Linked DNA regions of Sus scrofa: all the other regions are linked to region 1. Evidence: chromatin contacts called from public Hi-C data. All regions are on one chromosome and are shown on one strand. Each heading gives the region's core, a stretch centred on a gene start, on an enhancer-like site or on the middle of the called end of the contact. The rest is flanking DNA. Distances are from core to core; before and after follow the strand shown.

Region 1 (2,973 bases), core at 193-2,692:
CCTTAAAGAGAAGGACTTCGGACCGTCTGGCTCAACGACAAGTGAACACGGTCGGATTTACCAGGTTATCTTGAGTAAAGGCTCTTTGCAGTCGAGTTACCTGAATTAGACAAGTCTTTTCGCTTTTTAAGCTTTAGTAAACACTTCCTCCCACACAGACTCAGAGCCACACTGGCCTCTGATTCTCTGAAAGGGAAACGCCCTGCTCTGAGGTTGGGTCCTGCTGCCCTGATCAGCTTTACGTCTCACTTGCTGGAAGGTCTCTGCGTGGGGCCAGCCGGGCCGATGATGGGGAGTCGGGATAACTCGCCCCCACAGGGGTGGAACGCAGCTCAGAGTCCATCCTTACTCCCGGACTCTTGCCATCTTCACCTCCTGCGTCCACCCTGTACCCACACGGCTGGAAAACAAGGTCTACACGGCTTGTCACTTGCTTTCTGCCCCTTCCCTAGAGCCCACCTGCCCACCCTGCCTGTGTCAGGGCAAGCACCCGCTAGCGTCACGTGTCCCCACAGGACAAATCCTTCTGGGTGCCCCGTTTGGGCCGGTCACCCTCCTCAGCAAGAGCAGAGACTGACATTAGGCTTCCTTTCTGGCATTAAGTTTTCTTTGTAAGCTGGAAGTGCGAGCACTGCTTTACTGGTGCCCAGAGAGAAGGGCGAGTCGGAGAACCTGGTGCTTCTGGGTTTACCTGGGAGCCCACCCCCGCCCAGGGAGTCCATCCTAGAGGTGGAGGCTCCACTGTTTTCAGTCTTTTAAACATCAACTCTTTTTTTTTTTTTTTTTTTTTAAATTGTCTTGGTGTGTACTTAACCACTTAACCTATAGAGGGGTGTTAGTTTCAGGTGTGCAGCGAAGTACATCAGGTTTCCATATACAAATATTCACCCTTTTCAGATTCTTTTCCCGTTGGGTTATCGCACGGCTCTGAGGAGGCTGCTCTACAGCCCGTCCCTGTCACTCATCTATTTACACACAGTAACGTGTGTCTGTCGTCCCAACCTCCTAACGGATCCCTCGCTGACACTTCCCCTTCGGGAACCTTAAGTTTGTTTTTGAAATCTTTGAGTCTCAAATATCAAGTCTCAGGAAATGTCTTCTGAGGCTTTTTTTTTTTTTTCCTGAAATGCTTGCTGATTTTTCTCTCTTTCATATCTCCCCATAACTCAGTACTGGTATTTTTCGAAATTGATAGTTTCTCTCCCTTTGAAGAAATTTCAATGAGCTGAGATTCCTTTTTCTTATTGATCAGGAAGATGCTGCCTCAAGCTGCTTTCCTCTGGAGACGGAGGGGTCACTTTTGTGACGGTTTTGAAAGCAGGAAAATTCCGGAGACCTGGCAAAAAGATCCGACCTCAAGGTCTGCCCGCTTAGAGGGCGTTCTTTAGCGATGAGGTAATGTTTGGTGAGCTTCTAGGTGGGACTGAACTTGGTGACCCGACCTCGCTTGCTGGGGGGTGTTTCACCAGAGTCCACGTCAGCCACGAGGACCCCTGACGACAAGGACGGAGATACTGGTCTGACCTGAAAGGAGGCGTTTTCTAACTGTCCCCAGGCCTTCTCTCCACACTCAAGCTGCAGAGGCTTTTCCCTCGCCCTCCCTCTGGCTTTTCCTATTACGAATCGAAGGCAGGAAGGGAAAGATGGCTCAGGTCCTTTCTTTCAAACCCCTACTTTCAGATTGGCAGCCAGCAGCAGAGATAAATGAGTCACTTATTACCGACGTCACAGGGAACTCCAGGCCACAGATACTGTGCAGGGTTTGAAACAGGAGACAGAGAGCATGTGATTAAAGCTGCTCGCTCCATTTAATGACAAGACCCACAACAGACAAGGAATCAGGAGGCACGACAGACGCTCCTCCTTGAGCCACAGAACGAGGGGATAAGGGGACTGGGCTTCAGGAGTTAATGGGCAATGATCCACGGGGTGGGGCGGGGGGGGGTCTCCCTCTGCTTGTCAGTACATTCCATGAAGCCTTACTGCACCCTGGGGGCAGAGCCACCCAGACCGTGAAACACCTTCTGTTGCAGGCTGAGTGGCCTCATTTCCAGACCCTTACCACACATGCTCAAAGCGGTTTGCTGGGTTGCCCACTTTATTTAAGCCATCATCTCACATTTCTAGACATTCCCGGAGACGCCTGTGAATTCAAGGTAGGCGAGGAACGTGGTAAATTAGAACAAGTCCACCTTTCCCTCGAAGGAGAATTTCCTGGCAAAATTGAGCCTTGGGGTCAGTTATAGTCAGGGCATTCCCAAGGCTGGATGACCTCCCAGCCTAAGTCTGCCCCCGGACACAAACCGGTCTCCCCAGACTCCCCTGCCCTGCTCCTTTTTGCTCCTGAGGCTGCTAATCATTTATTAGTCAAATATGCTTGGTAAGGAGTTCCTGCTGTGGCGCAGCAGATGAAGAATCTGACTGCAGCAGTGCAGGTCACTGCTGAGGTATGGGTTTGATCCTTGGCCCTGTGCAGTGAGTTTAAGGATCCAGCGTTTCTGCAGCTTTGGCTTAGGTTGTGGCTGTGGCTCAGATTCAATCCCTGGCCTTCCCTATGCTGTGGGCGTGGCTGAGAAAAAAATGCGTGAAGAATAACCATTGGCTATAGTCACCAAGGAGGTCAAATCACCATCCTTGACCTCAGGACCAGTCGTCGAGGACCTGATAAAGTTATCGGCTACTTCTACCCAGTCAGAGGGCTTGAGGGTGGGTGCCAGGGGGCTCCCTGCGGGCAAGGTCACAACCCACCAGCTTTGCAGCCTCTGTGCTTAGTCTCGCACCTGGCACATTGACCTCTGTGGATACACGTGACTTCAGTAAGGAGCGAATTGGAGCAACACGATAGGGAGCTATTTTCTGGGGCGCTTATCTCCGGGCATGGTGACCCTGACAGGCGACCAAAGGTACGGAGATCTGCTTAATGCACACTCTGACGGTGACAGCCGAACGGCATGGCAGGCAGCAATTTTTTAC
Region 2 (2,973 bases), core at 345-2,844, 640 kb after region 1:
AAAAAAGTCTTAGTATTTCCACCGAGGTGACCATTGACAAGGATTGGCTTTTCTTAAATTGTATTCTGCATTGATATTTCCTCTTTCACCATTTGCCAGTGTTCTTGGCCCCTTTTTATTGGTGTCGGGAGTTTGCACACTCTCATGCAGGGATGTGTGCTCGTTTGCACACCTGTGTTTGTTTTCTACTGTTTGCCTTTTGGCTTGATCATTAGGTTTTTCATGTGCAGAAAAGTTTATATTTTATACAGGCCAACCTGAAATAGTTTTGTTAGTAAGTTTCGCCTTTCACTTTTAAGCTGACTAACCCCATAACGTATCTTCATGCACTTGCCTCTAACCCCGTTATCTTTCCTCCTTAAATGCCCTCCTGTTCCTCTCCCTTCTTCTCCATCTGTTTGTTTGTTCTTCGTACCTTTGTCTAGTGCACCTGCACGGTCTGGAGTGTGGGGCATGAGGTGAGCCCTTCCCCTGGATCTGTAATGCAATATCATCATGTATCAAATTCTTATCAATGGTTTGAGTTCTCCACCTAATGTTATAATGTCTAATGTTCTCTTACCAGATATACAGGCATGAATTACTGTAATTATGAGAGGTTAAGCGTGCTTTAACATTTACTGGTAAAAGTCACATCACTCTTTTTTAAAATATTCTTAAACATTGAAGATTTTCATGTGCCCATCCATGTTTTTACATATCTTCTGTTAGGTCGTTTAAGGTAGAGTTTTTTGCATTTCTTGGGTAAGCCTTTTGAAATATAGCCACATGTTTAGAAAGGGCACACATATGGTAGTAAACTGATTTTATATCATGTGAGGGTTTTTTCAGGTTTATGTAAAGGCTTGTTTTTGAATACTGGCCCACAAATATTTTCTCTGGTTCATTCCATCTTCTTGGTGCCTGTTTTTAAAACATCTTTATAGGATCAAAAACATTTCTCCAAATATGTATTTTCTTTGACACATGAAAAAATTCTTCTTTTTGTACCATACATCCTATATTTTGTTTTATCATTTTCTTCTCAAGTCCATTCATCCATTGGTGCTTGAATCTTCCTCTTATTAAATAAAATACACATGGGAAATCACATTATGAACTCTATTGACCAAGAACAGTGTTTTGTTTCGTTGTTGTTGTTTTTTTTAATAGAAGTCAGTTCTAATTCAGGCTTATAGAGAATTCAGATCAAAGCGTCTCTTTTTGAAGTAATGTGAGAGAATTAACCAATAAGAATACAATGGTCTTGGGGGTTTACGTGATAAGTTTTTGAGTCTCAGATTGAAATTAACAATGAGTGTATCTAGAATATTTTGAAAAAGAGACCAAAGCCTGAAATGATATTTTATCCAAATAGGTAACAACATTCAGACCCTGGAAAGAGAAATAAAAACGCCCACATTGCTGAGCATTGTCTGTAAATCACGTGACAGTTACTGCCCTTAGCCTCCACAAAGACCTGTGTTTAAAAGAGAATGGCTCTGCCTGGTCGTCTTTGCCCTAGAATAATTTCTAGCATAAGTTTAAAGTGCAGAGTCTAACCTCAGTGATAGGTCATTATTTCTCTCTGCTCCCTGGGTTTGTGTGTTTTTTCACTGTTTGCTTTGACTACATAGTTTCCGTGATGACTCATTCTGATATCAGATCAAACTGTGGCCCTTTAGACCTATTTCGCTGTAAAAGTGACTCACAAAAGTAAACAAGCCATGTGAACAGCACATGTAATATTTCCAAATATATAACTACCTGGACTTGAGAGAATAAAAAGCCCCCCCATACACTGTATTATCAAAAGATCTTGCTTCAATGTAGCATTTTTTTGTAACTTCCATATCCTAAAATAGTCTCAGCATTCTGTGGATGAGGAAAGTAAAAAAGTTCATTTATTTTCCAACTGCATTATCTGCCAAGTTCAAACACCCAAGTCCACGTTATCCAAAGCTGACTTTGAGAGACGTTAAATTTAGCCACTATTCTGAGTGCGGCTGATTGCAAGAGCAATATTTTACACTTTATAAGTAACAATCGGAAGCATTAATTTTTATTAGGTATTGATTTTTCACTAAATTATGTTACTTTTTAAATAATTTTCCAAAGTTTTACATTTTCATGTGTGGAAAATCTTCTCTGGATTTTCAATTTAATTTTACCATTTCAAATTCATATTAGTTGTATATACTATGTGAAATATATACATTTTATTTTTCTTAATATATTAAGAAATTAAACTCCTCAATCATTGGAGAAAGATTTAAAGATAAAAAAAACTATAAGGTAGTAATTTAGATAAATGCCTAACATGGCTGTCACTGAATTTAACCATGTATTTCAATCCAACCTAAAAGCTGTTGAGTTCAAACACAGGCAATGGATATAAAGGTAAGAAATAATTGCTAAATGTATAAGGATCCCCCTTTATGAAAAACTCCTGGTGTTTCTTAATCGTCTAAAGTTAACATATTTCGTTGACTTTAAAATATATTTCTATTTTTTATTTAAGAGCACCCGTAGTGTTAGCAATTTGAAAATAGAGGTTTCAGCTCAAAATATTACTTTTATACTTAGGGTAGATATCCAGATACATTTCTTTTTTCTGAGCTATTTAACAAAAATATAAACATCATTTAAATTTTCAAAGAGCATGTCCCAGTGAGTTTCACTCCTGAGAAGGTGTGTGTTTGCATAAACTCGGTAGGTTGTGAGGACAGGTATGTCTCACCCTTGAGACTGGACGCATTAGGTCATAGAAATTTGGAAAAAAAAAATTCAGTAAGTCTTTTTTTTTTTTCTGTATCCAAAGACTTTATTAATTTTATTTATTTTTTTATAATGATTTTATTTTTTCCACATAGCTGGTTTATAGTGGTCTGTCAATTTTCTACTGTACAGCAAGGTGACCCAGTCGCACATACATGTATATATTCTTTTTTTCTCACATTATCATGCTCCATCATGAGTGATTAGATGTAGTTC
Region 3 (2,973 bases), core at 259-2,758, 570 kb before region 1:
GTAAAGACCCAGAGACGCTGCGAGCGCGGGAGTTGCACAAAACCCAGGCATCCTTCACGTGGCGGAGGTGGCACTGGAAGAAGATGAGCCAGCATGAAGGATGCCTCCCTGGAGGTCAGGCCCCTCCCATGACTGCAGCCCCAGGAACGCAGCTGATTATCCGCCCAATTTTCTCTCTGCTGATGAACGCCTCCCCGCAGCCTTCCGCTCACACGAAAGAACATTAAGAAACCAAACGGAGCAACGTATAAGATAATAGCCTAGGAAGATGAGTTTTGGTAAAAACAAATATATCATTCACGGACGCTACAGGCTTCAACACTTTTCCTAAAAGCACACGAAGCCCTCAGCTCTGTCAGGATCCAACCGACAGGTAAGCATTGGGCTAGAATATTACGAGCGGTTTCTTTCTTAGCCATTAAAGTGTGGGAACCCTTCACTTCCCCAGCCAGCCAGCCGTTCTGCTTGCCCCCAGGGTCTTTTTGTCTCCCCACCTGAGAGTATTTCGAGGCATAAAAGAAGACCTAAAACTCTGTGGTCATGAGGAGGTGTGGCAGCAGAAAAGGGAACACACAGGCGGCGGCATCTGCAAGCCCCGTGTCATCAGATGGGACCAGACAGTGGGTGGAAATCCAGCAGGCACTGCCGCAGGGTGCCAACCCCACCTGATGCACAGGAGATGCTGCGTAGTAATATAATAAAGAACACACGGGCTCAGCAGCCACGGTCACACCTCAGCACGCCACACTGGATCCACACTGCTCACGGCTGCCGACAGTGGGGAGGTCCCGACACCTCCTGGGTAAACTGGGAACTGGGTAAATTAGGGGTAGAACCAGGCAACAGTTTACTGTAACCTGTTAGTCCAACAAAACTCCTCAGCAAAACGTTCCTCCTGGTTGTGTGGAATTTATTTGCTCGCCTTGTTTCAACCTGTTAATCTCAAGAATGATTCAAGCTTCAATGGACTCTGACCTAAAATTAGCTGCAATTTTTTTTTGCACCTGTCTCTAGCCACATTTTTCTTAGAAGAGATCAAATAGCTTTAGTCACATTCTCTATTATAAAAAACAAAAACAAAACACCCAGGAGTTCCTGTCGTGGCATAGCAGAAAACAAATCTGACTAGGAACCATGAGGTTGCAGGTTTGATCCCTGGCCTCACTCAGTGGGTTAAGGATCCAGCATTGCCATGAGCTGTGGTTGTAGGTCACAGACACGGCTCGGATCCCGCGTTGCTGTGGCTGGGGTGTAGGCTGGCAGCTGTAGCTCCAATTTGACCCCTAGCCGAGGAACCTCCATATACTGCTGGTGCAGCTCTAAAAAAAAAAAAGGCAAAAGACAAAAAAACCCACAAAAAAACAAAAAACAGTGCCCTAAGGACCTACCAGCGTGTAGACAATAGCCAGGAAATTCAAGTGTGAATTGCACAGGGTAAGAGGAAGAAGGCTGTTTCTGATAAAGAAGACGGCAATGCAGGCCAGGCGCGCGGCCACGGCGGGACCAGGAGAAAGAGCTGCGCTGGCGGCCGCCCCCCCAGGACGGCCACGAGGGCCGGGTCAGGGCCACCACTGGCCTGGAGACCTCACTGCCGTCTGCAGAGGGCGTGGGGAGCTCTTCCAAGGAGCCAGGGCCCTTCCACGGCTGGAGAGGGTGGACACCTTCTCCCCTTCGGGGGAGCCCACACAGGAGGCCCCCCGTCCTCCCTAGGACGGACCAGGACGGCTCCTTACACGTCGGCCATCGTCACGTCTCTGGGAAATGTTAGGAAAAAACGGAAGCGGGAATGTTAGAACTCCTTTGAAAGAAAAGCCAAAGACTTTTTTTTTCTCTTTAGGGCTGCACCCACGGCATATGGAGGTTCTCAGGCTGGGGTTGAATTGGAGCTGCAGCCACTGGCCTACACCACAGCTCACGGCAATGCTGGATCCTTCACCCACTGAGCGAGGCCAGGGGTCGAACCCAAGTCCTCATGGATACTAGTCAGGTTCCTAACCCACTGAGCCACAGTGGGAACTCTGAAAAGCCAAAGATTAGTGAGGACACTGAGAACTTGCTGAAGAAGAAAGAGACCCTCGGCCAGGAGTCCTGGATGCATCCAGATCAACCAGGACCCCACGTCTGCTGCGGGAGCCGGGCCTGAGGCAGACGCTGTCTGTAAACCTCCTGGGTCATATGGGGTCACGCAGGTCGCACACGGTCTTACCGTGATGGCAGGGGACCCAGCTGTCGCTGGCCTGCTTTGCTTTCCTCTGCGCCGCGGAGGGAGCAGAGGGACGTCGTGGCGACAGACGCACGGGGGCGCAGGCCAGCGTCGCAGGAACACCTGTCCCCTCTCCTTCCACCGCAGCCCCACGCCCCGCCCGCTCAGGGCGGCCCGCGGAGCATCCTTCATGACCTCGCGCAGCAGAGGACACTCGAACCACGGCCCGTGCTTCATCTGGGATCAAGCTCGCACCCTTTCTCTGGGCGTAGAGAGGCTTCATCCGCCCGCCTCTCGCGTCTCAGTCCCTCCGCCCCGGATTCACGCTCCACTGCAGCCCAGCTCGCGCCCAAGGGCCTCCCCGCGCAGTCCTTCCAGACAAGCGGGTGGCGGGGGCCTCTGGGGGGCGGTCCGCTGCTCGCTGCTCTGGGGCCTGGCTGCGCGGTCTGCGCTGCCCTCCTACGCCTGGTCCTGCATGGGCCACTCCTGTGTCCTGATGCCGCGATGCTGTGACCCTCACGCGGCTGACCTCGTCAAACCTGGTTACGCTCGACGCACCGTCGCACTCCGGGCTCTTCCAAAAGGCGTAGCCCCTGCGTTATCCCGAGACAGAAAGCACGTCCCCGGCTTGGGGTCGGGGCAGGTACGGCTTCCCCTGCGGCAGACTTTGCCCAAACCTCGATCTTCCCATGCGCGCTTTCAACAGCCCTGGACGCCCCCGAGCGGACACCAGCGGCCCCGAGCGGACACCAGCGGCCCCGCGCGGGCGC

What was found. A called contact is a pair of places that touch in the nucleus more often than the background predicts.
Region 2: a contact with region 1 is called in a Hi-C map of liver, with 2.4 times the contacts expected there. The contact joins two enhancer-like sites. A contact is called at or near these places in 4 of 47 Hi-C or Micro-C datasets (liver and skeletal muscle).
Region 3: a contact with region 1 is called in a Hi-C map of retroperitoneal adipose tissue, with 1.8 times the contacts expected there. The contact joins two enhancer-like sites. A contact is called at or near these places in 3 of 47 Hi-C or Micro-C datasets (fibroblasts, retroperitoneal adipose tissue and skeletal muscle).

What each region holds. Positions count from the first base shown.
Region 1 is chr10:66,404,905-66,407,877 of Sscrofa11.1, reverse strand. No RefSeq gene overlaps it. Among named protein-coding and RNA genes, the nearest start is that of KLF6, 82 kb to the left of the region's middle. Within about 2 kb of position 1,442, at least 28 of the 83 cell types and tissues checked have an H3K27ac peak or open chromatin away from gene starts, as enhancers often do. A contact at or near this core is called in liver and retroperitoneal adipose tissue, where this site is marked.
Region 2 is chr10:65,761,747-65,764,719 of Sscrofa11.1, reverse strand. No RefSeq gene overlaps it. Among named protein-coding and RNA genes, the nearest start is that of AKR1E2, 70 kb to the right of the region's middle. Within about 2 kb of position 1,594, at least 24 of the 83 cell types and tissues checked have an H3K27ac peak or open chromatin away from gene starts, as enhancers often do. A contact at or near this core is called in liver, where this site is marked.
Region 3 is chr10:66,973,251-66,976,223 of Sscrofa11.1, reverse strand. It overlaps LOC102159132 (a long non-coding RNA gene), which reads right to left. Exons shown (of 4, transcript XR_002336446.1): 4 at 1-73. Among named protein-coding and RNA genes, the nearest start is that of PITRM1, 22 kb to the left of the region's middle. Within about 2 kb of position 1,508, at least 2 of the 83 cell types and tissues checked have an H3K27ac peak or open chromatin away from gene starts, as enhancers often do. A contact at or near this core is called in retroperitoneal adipose tissue, where this site is marked.